3 separate regions of the Sus scrofa genome follow, and all the other regions are linked to region 2. A link is a contact called in public Hi-C and HiChIP or PLAC-seq data. All regions are on one chromosome and are shown on one strand. The core of a region is the stretch at or near the end of the contact, and the rest is flanking DNA. Distances in the headings are between cores, read along the strand shown. Region 1 holds the start of CYTH1 (cytohesin-1). Region 2 holds the start of USP36 (ubiquitin carboxyl-terminal hydrolase 36). Region 3 holds the start of TIMP2 (TIMP metallopeptidase inhibitor 2).

Region 1 (4,745 bases), core at 527-3,026, 47 kb before region 2:
AGGTGAAGCATTATTGTTGATTTACAATGTTGTGTTCATTTCTGCTGTACAGCAAAGTGATTCAGAGACACACACTTTTTTTTAATTCTTTCCCATTACGGTCTAGTGATTTTTTTTTTTTTTTTTTCCCAATCACAGAACAAACAGCACATACTGCTTTTACCTGTAAGGAAACAAGGGGACATGGGATGGGTACCACCCCTCATGGGCTGTGGACCTCAGGCCACAGCGGGTTTTGAGAGCAGCGGCCCTTGCCGTCTGCCACTCACGGTTGAGGGTCCACCCTTCTGGCGTCAGCAGTTCCTCAACAACTTACCCATAAATAAACAGAAAACCATAGCCACATGCTTCACCATTCACATTTATAACCTAGCCCACTGACAAAGCTTGCTCCCTCAGAATTCAAGAAACAAACGCTGCCTATGTCGCTTTGTCACTAAAGCAGGACTGGGTTCCATTTAGCCTCATAAGCGTTTCAAACTCTGCCACTAAACGACAAAAGTTCACCACTCCTTCTATAGGCCACTCTTTAATTTCCTATAAACAAAATGGTCAGTGACTTAACTAAAGCATCTCACGGAACCTGCAGCACCCCACGATCTGGAGCTATTTGCGGGAGGAATGCCCTGCCGCTGGCCAAGAGCTTCCAGGGTAAGCTTAGCTGGAGGAGGATTTGCAAAATGGTAGTTTTGTCAAGTTTTCTCTGTGTTGTGTGATTACGATGCCGCGTCTCTGTGCGCAGACAAGAAAGCAAACTTGGGTTACTCCGCGCCCGTCGGGCTTCCCCGGCAGGAGTTTCGTACCAGCAGCCAGTTCACACGCAACAGCGGTCAGCGATCGGGGGTGGCCGGGGTCCTGGCCCCGACGGCACCCTCAAGTCGCAGCCTGCCCACTACGGGTTCGCTGGCTCTGTTTTCTCATTTTCGCTCTGAACAAAGACCTGGACCGGGGCACACAACTTGCGAACACCGAAAGGGCCGGAAACTACGGAGAACGCGCCCGCGGGGACTCGAGCGATCGCTGAGGCCCGCGGTGGGGCTGCAGGACGGCCGGGCCCGCGCCGGATAGCGGCCCGCGACCCCCGCCGAGACCCCGGCCCCGAGACCCCCGCCCCGAGATCCTCGCTCTGCGAACCCAGCCCGAGACCCCGGCCCCGCGACCCTCGCTCTGCGAACGCAGCCCGAGACCCCCGCCGCGAGATCCTCGCCCCGGCGACCCTCGCCCCCGGGACCCAGACCCAGTGACCCTCGCCCCAGAGACCCCGGGCCCTAAGACCCACGTCCCAGAGACCGGAGGCCGGAGATCCCCGCCTCGCCAGCATCGGCCCGAAGATCCCCACCCTGGACACTCGGGCCCTGAGACCCCGGTCCACGACCACGGCCCCAGAGACCCCAGCCCGGCGACCCCCGGCGCCCGCCCTGGAGACCCGGACATTGCGACGCCGGCCCCTCAGCGTCCCTCAGCCCTCCGCCTCCGGGCCACCGCGGACCCCTGCCCTGCGGAGGCCACCGCCCGGCCCTGCTGCCCCGGGCTCCCGTCCGGCACCACCGTCCCCGGGAAACGCGAGCCGCCAGAGGCGCGGCCGGGCGCCGGGCCGGAGAAGAGAGGAAGCGAGAAAGAGGGCGTCTGCCGGTCGGGCCACGGGCCATACTGACCGTAGCTGTCGTCTTCGTCCATGGTGCCGGGGCCGAGCTCCACGCCCGGTTCGCCGCTCGCCCCTGGTCCCGTCGCTCCCGGCCCCACTAGCCCAGCCCGCCTCGGAGCCCCGCCCCCGGCCCCGCGCCCGCCGCCCGCCCCTCGCCTCCCGCGGGGCGCCCCGCCTGCCGCCTGCGCGCGCGCACACACACACTCCCCTGCACGCGGCCGCTTCCCGGCCGGCGCCTGCGCACGCGCGCCCGCCCAGGCCCCGCCCCCGGGTCCGCAGGCCCGCCCCCGCCGTTCGCGCGCGCGCCGCCGGGGCTGCCGGGGCTGCGTCCTCTAGAGCGCCCGCTCCTGCGTAGGCTCGCCCACCCAGGCCCCGCCCCCGGCGCGCCCCTTGGCCAGAGGCCCCGCCCCGACCACGCCCCAGCCCCAGCCCCGCCCCGGCCGCCTCCGGAGGCCCCGCAGGTTTCGGCTTTCGCAAGGGCAGAGCTGGCCCCAGCGACACAACCCAAGCCAGGCCGCCCACAAAGGCCCAAGGTCGTGTCCGGCCACTGAAGGGCAGGGTGGCCCTCGCTGACGTCAGCTTCGCAGGTCAGGCCCGCCCAGATTGCCAGAGGAGCCTGGCCCTTGGCCAAAGACCAGAATATTTGAATTCACTATTACTGTGGTCTGAATCTTAGTACTGTGACTGTCATGAGATCCCAGTCTCATACTTTCTTTTACTTGTCTTTATTTACCAGATCTAGTTTCAAAGGGAAGCACCTCGTCTCTGAGCCATGAAGGCTTTCGGAGACCTTGATTCCTGTGCCTCTTAAATTCACGAGTTTCTAGACTGTTCCCTGCATGTTTCATTTGCCTGCACTTTGCAGACCAGTCCCCTCCCACCAGTAAACTGAGCTGCCCCCCTTTGCTGAGCATGGGCCTGAGCTCTGCACCTGGGGGTGGGGACCTCTGCAATTTTTAATTTAGAAAAGTGAAGAAAAACGCCATTTTTCCAGCCACTCCCAGTTGCAGTCACTCTTCCTTGGTTTGGTGTTACCCATAAAAATTACAAGTGCCTCAGCTGGAAGGGACATCAAAATCACTCATCGCACAGGGAGGTCCAGGCTCCTCCTGGTGTGCACAGCTCTGGACACGCAGCATGACGTGCTGCACCCCGGAGCTGCTGGAGGAAAGCACAACCCAAATCCCCAGAAATGTCCCTTAAAGGTCACAAGACCTGGATTGCAATACCTGTCTCAGCAGCCTGTTTCCTTACTGGCCAGACAGCCCTAAAATATGCCTCCCAGGAGACAACAAAGAAAAGTAATTCCTCTCATGCAGAAGGAATAAATGAATGAGGAAACTTTCTGCATCTGCTTCCTATTTGCCTTATGACCTGGGCAAACAGCTCGACTCCCCGGACCTGTTTCCCACTCCTAGAACACAGCCTCTGCCTGTAAAATCCGGGCTTCTGCCCAATATTGATCTCCGAAGTGACAGATCTGTCACCGTGCACTCGGCTTCTCCACCGCGGACAATATTTTTGTTAGATGAGATGGATTTCAACACATCAGCCTGAGGAATCCTAATTGTTACATCCCATCAGGGTGCAGCTCTGGCCCACCCTTGGGTGGCTGAGACAATCATGTGTTCACAGACACCCTCTGACTCCCCTGAGTTGTCTGACCAGCCTGTGGTGGAGAAGCTTGATGGCTCCTGAGCGTCCGAGAAGGTGGTCTCCTTTTCCTTAGATTCCGTGCTGCTTGCGAGTCATTCCAGAAGTCAGACACTTCCGCTGTACAGAGTGTTTGTTCTCTTACTTCTCAAAGGTTGATTCTGGTGGACCTAGGAGTTTAGTCGTCACTGGTTTCACCTAACTCTTGCTCAATGACCAAAACTTGGGAGGAAAGCAATTCAGGTAACAAGGTAGTTCTAAGATCTGATCTCAACTCCCAAACCCGGTCCCTGGAGATGGAAAGGGATACGGGGCCTGAATGTTAATCACTTCGATTAGCATAGAATGGACTCTTTACAAATTCCCTTAACTTACATTGTTTCATTTTAACGGAGTGTTCAAAAGGCAGGTCCTGACGCTGAAAGGCTGAGAAACCAGTCACCATGGACTGAAGAGAAGACAGAATAAAATAGAATCCACGTCCATCACACATCATAAGGATGATGTTTGGCGCTGGTAGGGATGTAAAATGGACGTGACTGAGGGTCACTGTCGTAAGACCCTCTATCAGCTCATGGCTGGGAGGGTTCGTTGAACTGCTATCGCCCACTACAGATTTGGAAACTGAGGCTCACAGAGCTCACAGTGTAGAATAGGAGCCACCAGTTCAGCTTCACCTGCCGCTTGTGTCCTCAGCCCCTGGAGCACAGCGAGACCTCAAAGGGCAGAGCTGGAGGCAGGGAGTCTAGTTGTCTGCTGCTTCCCCCAGATCTCTTCAAACATTAGAATTTCAGAGCAAGTTTTGTGAGCCGAGGTAACCCCAGATGCATTCTTTCCTGTGCATATACGATGGTGTTTCAAACTTCTTTAGAAACAGTGTTCAAAAGGGAGCAGGTTCCCGGCTTCCGATACTTTCACACAAGGGAGCACCCACAGGCTTTTAAAAGATGGAGGCTGATTGCCACCTTCACCCACGTGAGCCGAGTGCCAAGCTGTATTAAGTGGGAAAAGGAGGACAGACAGGTGTGTATATTTCCATCTCTAACAAAAATACACATACATGTGACGTGTGTTCACTCGTACATTTAGCCATTTGACAAACATTGGGAGCGGCCTGGACTGTGCCAGCCACTGTTCAACATGCTGGGGGCACAGCACAAAGGAAGTGGCCACAAAGCCGTGCCCTCTTGAGGATTCCACCATAGAGGATGAGTGTGGACTGTGGCTGGCAGGTCACACGGGAGCCTGGAGACCACCCTGCCTCGGGGAGAGGAGTCCGTTGCCAGGGCAACAGAAGCAGGAGACTCTTCAGTACAGACCCTCCATCCTCTTAGGAGTCGAACTGTGAATCCAGAAGGATACGTTGAAGCCCTAACCCCAGTACCTGTGAATTGTGAGCTAGTCTGGAAACAGGGTCTTTGCAGATGTAATCGAGTGAAGATGAGAT
Region 2 (4,820 bases), core at 544-3,043:
GACAGGGGAGGACTCCGTTGTGGGCGTGGGCTTGTGGGCGGGGGAAGGCAGAGGATTAAACAGCACTTGGGAGATTTAACCCAATTTGAGATAAATACCTTAAAGAACACCCAAGTTCCACACAGTCCCCTCCTCAGTGTGGACGCAGAGACTTTGAGCAAACACAATTTTCCAAGTTTTGACACAGAGATCAAACCTCTACATCACCAGTTCCACCGGAAACATTAAGCGACAACCCGAATGGGACCTCTGAGGTACAGCATGCGAGAGAAAAAGGTCCTTGTCATCGTCAGCAAGGTCTTTTTTCCCCCCATTTTCAGAGCCACACCCAAGGCACGTGGAGGTTCCCAGGCTAGGGGCTGAATAAGAGCTGCAGCTGCCGGCCTACACCGCGGCCACAGGCACGCGGGATCGGAGGTGCATCTGGGACCTACACCACAGCTCACGGCAACCCCACATCCTCAACCTACCGAGCGAGGCCAGGGATCGAACCCACGTCCTCATGGATACCAGCTGGGTTTGTAACCCAATGAACCACAATGGGAACGCCGTCGGCAAAGCCTCTGATGCAACACTGGATAAGAGGCTCTTCAAAATTCAGAAAGGATACCCTCTCCTGTCCGTTTCCTGTGGTTCATAAACATCTCACACTTACCCCTGCTTGTTTCTACCTCGACTCAAAAGCTTCCTCCAAACAGTCGCCATTCAAGCACATTTTCCCTTCCCTCCCTTTAAATGCACTTTTCCAGTATAAACTGCACCCAAGACTGGCAGCGTCAACCACGTGCTGGCAGGGAGGAGCTCCGGACCAGGGGCTGGGGCCTCCCTGGGGCTCTTTCGGAGGGCTCTTCTGCAGAGCAAACAGCAGGCCGCAGCCAGGAGGGAGCAAGCTGAGCTCCCCTCTCCTCGGAGGCCTGATTGTCTGCATCCCTCGGAGACAGTGGACTGTGTCAGGACCACGATGCTTTCCTCTCTCATCTGTCTTGGTTTGAGGATGCTAGTCTCGCTCCTGGAACCCCAGGGGAGACCCAATGCTACGTGACCAAAGAAATGAGTATTTAAGAAACACATCTTGTACCGAGTCCTCACGTCCACCACGACCATGAGGAAAGCTACTTTCTCCACATCTCTTACTAAAAGGAAACAGACAGAACTCAGCTCAACTACCAAATGAACGCCCTTCCCATGATTCTGACTTAGGTCACTCCATTGGAAGTCTGAATCCTGCATAAAAGACGCTTCTGCATGTAACGACTGAGCCCAACATCGACAGCAGCGTGGGCTCCTGGCCAGGGCTGCTCTCCCTTCCACCAAGGGTCGGCCCAGGTGTGCGGAGAAGAGCAGAGAGCAGTCCTGGACAAGTCTCCCCGTCGGCCCTGGAGCTCCTCGCGGACCGCGTAGCCCGAGGCCTTCCTCTAGACCCCGGAGCCCCTCGCGGACGCGCAACCCTGGGGCCTCTCCGTGGGCTCCGGAACCGCTCGTGGACGCGCAGCCTGTGGGGACTGCGCAGCTTCACGACCTCCCCGTGGAACCCACAGTCCCTCGCAGACGAGCACTCAAGTGTCCCCAGAACCCTCCCAGCGCACGCCGCATCGGACTGCACCTTCCCACGCCCCGCCTGCCTGAAGCCCTCCACCCGGTCTGCGCGCTGCCCCGACCCAGCCCCAACCTACCTGGCCCTCGGCAGGCCGGGAAGCAGGCCCGCGGCGCTGGCGTCTACTCTGCACGGCCCCGCACACGCACCATCCGGGCCTCCGGCGCCTCACACACGTGTCACGATGACGCTTAAAGGCGCCAGCGACTCGCAGCCCGGGCGGCGGAACCCCTAAAGCCCTCTGCAGCTTTAAGAGGCGGGGCTAGCTTGGACCCCATTCCCTGGGCCCGCCCACAGCCGCTATACGCACCCTGTACGTCATCTCCCCTATCCGCGCTCCGCGAGCCTACGCGGTGACGCAAGCACGTAGAGCGGGAGTCGTCCCGCCCTCTAGGCCCTTGCCGGGCGAGTTCCGGAAAAGCACGTGAGGCGCCTGCTTCCGGGTCTGGCGCGCTGGGCGCACCTGTGGCGGCGTCCGACCTTCCTTCTTGCGCACTGTCCGGACGGGCGCGCGTGGCCCTGGCTCGCACCCTCTGAGGCCTTTAATAACCAAGACACTTGCCGGGCGAGAAGAGGGCTACAGGCCCAGTAAAGCCTGGTGTGGCGGAGCAAAGAGCTCTTGGGATGAAGGGGTCGGAAGTGAGGGCGAATGACCTTTACAGAGTGCGGGGCCTCGCGCAATTCCCAGACTCCACTCCCTTCCTCCAAAAGAGTCTTCCTGACTACAGTTAAGGTTTGAATTGGTTGAATGTTTGCAAACACGTTTTGCTTTTACAGTATTTTTAAAAATGTCTTTCACCTGAATCCGCCGGATTGCCTTCCGTCGGGTTCCCCAGAGCACGTGAAGAGAGCGCTGCTCGTGGCCTGACCTCCAGATACTCTCATAGAAGCAAAAGATGATTGTTATTTCACAGTAAACGACGTTTCCTAGAAGGAGTACACGACCCAACTGCTGACAAGTGTGAAGGGTGGGCTGGGCGGGTTCCTGGGTGAACCAACTAGAAACCCAGACCTAGTTGTCATGCCCCCTTTCCGCACAGTCCTTCAAGCAGGGATGGTGGGAGAGGATGGGTATAATTGAAACAAAATCGGAGTTCCCGTCGTGGCGCAGTGGTTGGCGAATCCGACTAGGAACCATGAGGTTGCGGGTTCGATCCCTGCCCTTGCTCAGTGGGTTAACGATCCGGCGTTGCCGTGAGCTGTGGTGTAGGTTGCAGACGCGGCTCGGATCCCGCGTTGCTGTGGCTCTGGCGTAGGCCGGTGGCTACAGCTCCGATTCAACCCCTAGCCTGGGAACCTCCATGTGCCGCGGGAGCGGCCCAAAGAAATAGCAAAAAAAAAAAAAGAAAAAGAAACAAAATCCACCGGTAGTTATTACTTGGTGTGGGGGGTGTTGAAAAAGCAGACAAGCATAAACAAACTCACAGGAGCCTGAGTTTACGCTCTACCCTGTCTCTGAGAATCCTCAACTACAGAGATTCAGATTGGGATTTGTCCCTGAGTCCTCTCTGTGCCCTAAAACAACGACTCAAGGCTTTCTCATTATTCCAGTCCTGATACAATGCATAAATGAGTGATTAAAAATATGGAGACATACTACCTAGCCATAAAAAAGAACGAAGTAATGTCATTTGCAGCAACATGGATGGAACTAGGGACTCATACTGAGTGAAGTAAGTCAGAAAGAGACAAATACTGTATGATATCACTTATAACTGGAATTTTTTTTTTTTTTTTGTCCTTTTGCCATTTCTTGGGCCGCTCCCTCGGCATATGGAGGTTCCCAGGCTAAGGGTCGAATCGGAACTGTAGCCACCCCCCTACGCCAGAGCCACAGCAACGTGGGATCCGAACCGCATCTGCAACCTACACCACAGGTCACGGCCACGCCGGGTCGTTAACCCACTGAGCAAGGGCAGGGATCGAACCCACAACCTCATGGTTCCCAGTCGGATTCGTTAACCACTGCGCCACGACGGGAACTCCGTAACTGGAATCTAATACACAGCACAAAGGAATCTTTCCACAGAAAAGAAAATCATGGACTTGGAGAATAGACTTGTGGTTGCCCCGGGGGAGGGGAGAAAGTGGGAGGGAGTGGGAGCTTGGGGTTAAGGAATGGATTAACAATGAGATCCTGCTGTGTAGCACTGAGAACTATGGCTGGATACCACGGAGCACGACAATGGGAGAAAAAAGTATGTACGCATGTATGTGTAACTGGGTCTCCATGCTGTACAATGAAAAAAAAAATTGTGTTGGGAAAGTAACAATAAAAAAATAGTCTATTAAAAAGGGAATAGGAGTTCCCGTCGTGGCGCAGTGGTTAACGAATCCGACTAGGAACCATGAGGTTGCGGGTTCGGTCCCTGCCCTTGCTCGGTGGGTTAAGGATCCGGCGTTGGCGTGAGCTGTGGTGTAGGTTGCAGACGTGGCTCAGATCCCGCATTGCTGTGGCTCTGGAGTAGGCCGGTGGCTACAGCTCCAATTAGACCCCTAGCCTGGGAACCTCCATATGCGGCGGGAGCGGCCCAAGAAATAGCAAAAGACAAAAAAAATAAAATAAAAATAAAAAGGGAATATAATAAAAAAAAGATGTCAACATTACTATGTAGGAATATATTTACTCCAGAGATAAGACATGTTTTTATGTTTGTAAAGTTGTTTGTTCAAAATTAATGGAAAATAAATTACTTTTGAAAACAGCAAAAATAAATAAATAAAAATAAAAATGTGGGGACATGAGTTCCTGTCCTGGCACAGCAAAATGAATCTGACTAGGAACCATGAGGTTGCGGGTTCAACCCCTGGTCTCGCTCAGTGGGTAAGGATCCAGCGTTGCCTTGAGCTGTGGTGTAGGTCACAGACAACTCGATCCTGCGTTGCTGTGGCTGTGGTGTAGGCCGGCAGCTGTAGCTCCTATTTGGCCCCTAGCCTGGGAACCTCCATATGCTGCAGGTGTGGCCATAAATAGCAAAAAAAAAAAAAAAAAAAAAAAAAAAAAAAAATGGGACATGCTGTGGCGGGATCAGTGGCATCTCGGGAGCACTGTGACACAGGTTCAATCCCCAGCCTGACACTGGGTCGAGGATCTGCCGTTGCCCCATGGCAGAGGTTGCAACTAACTGTGGCGAGGATCTGCCGTCAAGACCATATGCTTCGTGACAGCCAAAAAAGAAGGAAAAAAAGGTTGTTTTGGACACTTCTTTCAACTAACCCCCCGGGC
Region 3 (4,598 bases), core at 1,054-3,553, 54 kb after region 2:
GGAGAAGACACGGGCAGGCAGAGAAGAGGGCCACGAGGGAATGGAGCAGCGACTGGAGCGACGTGTCCATAAGCCAAGGGACACCAAGGGTGGCCCGGAGCCACCAGGAGAGAGACTGGGAACAGACCCCCTCAGAGCCTCCAAAGGGACGTCCCCTGCCAGCACCTTCACCTTGGCCCTTAGGCCCTGCAGACTGAGAGAGAATCAGTGCCTATGGTCTAGGGCTCCCGGTCTGCCGTCACTTGTTGCAGCAGCCACAGGAATCTCATGTACTGGGCTCTGCAGCACGAGTCTGGCCTCGGCTGGCCTGGCTGGACCGCTGGGCTGGGCTGGGGTTAAAAGTGTGGGCTCGGCTATGATTTTGCTGCAAATGATTTGGACACAAATGTCAGGAGGTGCAGGTGGAAGAGAGGGTGACGCGCCAAGCAAGAAGGAGCCTGCAGACTCACGGAGTCTCCTGGACCCTGACCTTTGCTGCCCTTGATCCAAACCCAAAGCAGAAACCTTGGCTGATGCTGGACAAGGATGGGAGCGGCTGGCTGGACACTGTCTCCGCGCAGCTGAGGGGTGTAAGGTGGTCCCCAGGCCCAGCCCCTTCCCTCTTGGCCCCCTCGACCCCAGTGTCTTCCGAGCCATGGGTTCCCTCGGGGCCTGGGCCTGATTCTGCCCCGACCGCAGCCTCTCTCTCAGCGAGGGGCCTGCCCAGGCCTGGACCCCCAGGCGACATGACATCCCACGGGAGGGCCAGTCCCGGCCCCCCCACTGGGAGGAGCCTCTCCTCCTCCTGCAAATCTTCTCCAAACTGGAGGACAGACTCGACTTGCCCCAATTCGAGTTCTGCGGAAGGCAAGCACACACCTCGCCCCACGCGCAGGTGGCCTGAGCTACGTGTTGTGCCTGAAGACCTCCCAAGCCAGGCGGTGGTGGCAGTTCCAGGGGCCAACTGGGGTGTGGCCAGGAGCCGGGGAGGAGGCAGGGGAGTGTGGGGAGATCAGAGGGGCATGGCTGACAGGAGGAGAAACCCACAGACCCTGGCTTTGAGTCGGCCCACGTGAGTGTGGCCCAGCCTCACCACACCTGGCCTGGCAACAAGATGCTCTGCTGGCTGACACTTAGAAGCTGAAAAAAACCTGTTGGAAGCAGCCGCAGAGGCCCACCTGCTGTGCATCTGTCCTTCTGGTTAAAGGCAGCGTGCCTCGGGAAAAACCGCCTGACCATCACCAGGGCACAGGGGGCCTGCGAGCACCAGAGCTGGCTGGGAACCGCTGGGGCCCAGGTGGTTCCTCCCGTTTTTGCTGCATTCTCCCTGCTTCTGTCTCCTGCCCCTCTGGGGATCAACAAATAACCAAGCTCTCCTTCCCTGGAGAGCTCCCATCTCTGGGGGGGCAAGGGGCCCTGAGGGGAACAGATACTTGCTGGGGCCTCTAAGCAGCCATACAGCCCTATCTCAGCCTCCAGTCACCAGAGCCCCCAATTTGTGTGAATGTCCTGAAAAAGCAGTCACCACTCAAGGACGCTCCTGCCTGTCCCTGGATGCAGGGTATGGAGCAAGGAGCCCGCCCTGGAGCTCTGCCCATCTTTCTCCCTACCCCTCGGAGGCCAGGGGAGCCTGCCCAGGAGAGGGAAGCTTCCGTCCTGGCCAGCCTGATCTGACCAGCCCCAAATGGGGCTGGTGGGAGAGGCCCCGCTGGTGCAGCCCTTCCCCACCCAGCTCCAAGCCCAGAGGAGCCCAACTCCCATTTCATTTCACCTGTGAAAGTTTCCTCCCGGGGTCCCCAGTCCTCCCACCCCCACGCCGTGTCCCCCACTCTCCCCACCCCCGCGCTGGCATCCCAGGGCCCTCCGCCTGCCAAAACCCGATCCGTTCCCTGGCTCCCTTTTCTGGGGCTGGAGCTGCAGCGGAATTTCGGTGGAATTTTGAGGTTGAGAAGCATCTCGGCAGAGAGGAAAAGAAAGGGAGAGAAGGAAGGGGGAAAAGAAAGTACGATTTTGGCGTCAACTTGCAGGATTCTAGAAGGCACCGAGGCCCAGGAGGCGGGCGCTGGGTCCCTCTGCAAGATGCGGCCGGGCGGGCGGGGCGCCGGCGAAACCTCGGGGGTCCCGCGCGGCCCGCGGGGGCGGTGGGCACCGGGCCGGGGCGGGGTCGCGGTCCTTACCTACGTCTGCATTGCAAAACGCCTGTTGCGGGTGCACGGGGGAGCAGCTGCAGGCGTCGGCCGGGCGGAGCAGTGTCCCCAGCAGCAGCAGGAGGCCGAGCGCGAGCCGCAGGCTGCGGGCCGCGGCGCCCATGGCGGGCGGGGGGCGGGGGGCGCGGGCTCGGGCTCGCCGCCGCCGCCTGGGCTCGGGGAGCTCCCCTCTCGCCGGCCGGGGCCGCGCGGGTCTCGGCGGCGCTCCGCGGGCGCGCCCTCCGCTCTGGCCCGCACTTGCCGCACAAACTTTCTCGGCTCTTGGTCGCGGGCGCGGCGAGGGGCGCGGGGTGCGGCCCGCGGCGCGGAGGAGAGAGCGGGCGGGGGCGGCGGGCGGCGGGCGGCGGGCGAACGAGCAGGCGGGCGCGCCGCGGCCTGGGTCCCGGCGGCTCCACTGCCTTCTATGGATGTGTGCGCCGCGGGCGCGGGCCGAGCCGGCCTTTTATTGCGATACTTAGCTCCTTGGCTCCGCCCCCCGGTGGCGGGCGGCCAATGACGGCCCCGGGAGCTCCCCTCCCCGCGCGCCTCCCGCGCCTCCCGGCCCTCCCCCAAGCCCGGCTTTTGTTGTTCCCAGCCCGGCCCGGCCCCCGGCCCGCCGCTGCGCACCTGGCTTCCCCCCGCCCGGGACCGCACCCTGCAGGCTCCCGAATCGCCAGGGGTTGGGGGAGGGGGTGCTGCGGCGCGGACAGCGCCCCACACAGCCTGACTCAGCACCTGGGACTCGCAGCCCACCCCTCCAGGGCATCAGGCGGCACACCCACCAGCCCTTCCCCTCCAGCTGGGCACAGGAGGTGTACACTGCCTGATTCCCTTCCACCCCGGGGGGCGCTGAGATTCTAGCCAGAGACTGAAAGAGAAAAAGGATGTGCGCTTTGGAACAGGGGTCGTTCTCGGCCGCCCCTCGCCCTGCCCCCGCCCCCTGCTCCCTGTGGCTGGGTGGCCTGAAACTTACCAAGGACTCCTTTTCAAATGGAGGCCTTAGAATTTTAAGTGCGCTTAGCCAGCGGAGTTAGAGGGAGAGGCAGAGTGGTTACCAGGAGCAAACCAGGGTTTTGTTTGTTTGTTTGTTTGTTTGTTTAGGGCCGCACCCGAGGCACGGGGAAGTTCCCAGGCTAGGGGTCAAATTAGAGCTACAGCTGCCAGTCTACACCACAGCCACAGCCACACAGGGGATCTGAGTAGGGTCTGCCACATACACCACAACGCAAGGCTGGATCCTTAACCCACTGAACAGGGCCAGGGACCAAACCGGCGTCGTCATGGCTGCTACTCGGGTTTGTTACCGCTGAGCCACAAAGGGAACTCCAAAACGGGATTCATAAACTGGCCATATTTTTAACCAGCCAGCAAGGGGGGTGGTTGGGCCCAGAAGCCCAGGAGCCTGAAGGACTGGATGAAGGCATTTTCTGGGCCCTGCTCATGGTTCCTCCCTTAGCCCACAAGCGTGGGAGCTGAAGGACTTTTCCCAAAACAATTCTGGGTTCCAAGAAAGGCAGAGGGTCTTAGGAGGCATCCATCAGGAAATGTGACACCCCCCCCCACCCCGTCTGCCTATGAGCCCCTTCTGTGGTGGGCACTGTTGCACAGAGAGCTTCATTCTTGCCCGCAGGATGTTTGTAATCGAGCTGCAGAGCTGTAAACCGAAGAATAAAGACATAATTAAAGAATAATCACCCGCTAAGCTGTGTGATGCTGACTCGAGATATGAAACTGGAAAATATTGAAAGAATGGAAAAACAGTTTCTTTCTGTTTATGCGTGCTTTGCAACAGACAACTTGGAACCAAGTCAAATAGGCAGAGCAGTTATTTTTAGCACCCTGACAAATCCAAAGTCACTTTTTCGGCTTTTGTTTCTGTAAAATAGAGCCGTGTCATTCGTGAAATGGTGTTTGATGCTAACTTCTTAAGTACAGTGAATTCGGGAAATTATGACACGTTGGCTGCCTTTTCAGTTTCTTCTCTCTCTTTCTTTGTTATTACAAGTAGAGCAAAATGCTGTTGAACTTTACAGAAGCTAAAATCAATTTGTGAGTTTATGAAACAGGTAACTCGGGGGCTCTCAGCCTTTCAAGCAAGATAGACGCATAAACAGTTAAACATACATGAGGGTGAGAAATATGTTAGAACAAAACATTGTAAATCAACTATAATTTTATTTATTTATTTATCTTTTTGGTCTTTTTAGGGCCGAACCATGGCATATGGAAGTTCCCAGGCTAAGAGTCGAATTGGAGCTGGAGCCGCAGGCCTACACCCCAGCCACAGCAATGCAGGATCTGAGCCGCATCCGTGACCTATGCCACAGCTCACGGACATGCTGGATCCTTAACCCACTGAGCAAGGCCAGGGATTGAACCCGCATCCTCATGGATACTAGTTGGGTTCGTTACTGCTAAGCCACAATGGGAACT

Evidence for each region. Hi-C and Micro-C count contacts between places; a contact is called where the count stands out from the background. HiChIP or PLAC-seq counts read pairs in DNA pulled down with a chosen protein or histone mark.
Region 1: a Hi-C map of liver shows a contact between it and region 2, with 7 times the contacts expected there. The contact joins the promoter of CYTH1 here to the promoter of USP36 in region 2. A contact is called at or near these places in 1 of 5 promoter capture datasets (liver), 4 of 47 Hi-C or Micro-C datasets (blood, embryonic fibroblasts, liver and 1 more) and 2 of 2 datasets of contacts at active chromatin or transcription factors (alveolar macrophages and skeletal muscle).
Region 3: an H3K27ac HiChIP or PLAC-seq map of skeletal muscle shows a contact between it and region 2. The contact joins the promoter of TIMP2 here to the promoter of USP36 in region 2. A contact is called at or near these places in 3 of 47 Hi-C or Micro-C datasets (blood, embryonic fibroblasts and fibroblasts) and 2 of 2 datasets of contacts at active chromatin or transcription factors (alveolar macrophages and skeletal muscle).

Annotation. Positions count from the first base shown.
Region 1 is chr12:3,353,296-3,358,040 of Sscrofa11.1, reverse strand. CYTH1 (cytohesin-1) reads right to left here and starts at 1,776. Exons shown (of 13, transcript XM_013989851.2): 1 at 1,656-1,776. The coding sequence starts at 1,677.
Region 2 is chr12:3,306,149-3,310,968 of Sscrofa11.1, reverse strand. It overlaps USP36 (ubiquitin carboxyl-terminal hydrolase 36), which reads right to left and starts at 1,793. Exons shown (of 22, transcript XM_021066521.1): 1 at 1,674-1,793.
Region 3 is chr12:3,252,499-3,257,096 of Sscrofa11.1, reverse strand. It overlaps TIMP2 (TIMP metallopeptidase inhibitor 2), which reads right to left and starts at 2,303. Exons shown (of 5, transcript NM_001145985.1): 1 at 2,157-2,303. The coding sequence starts at 2,289.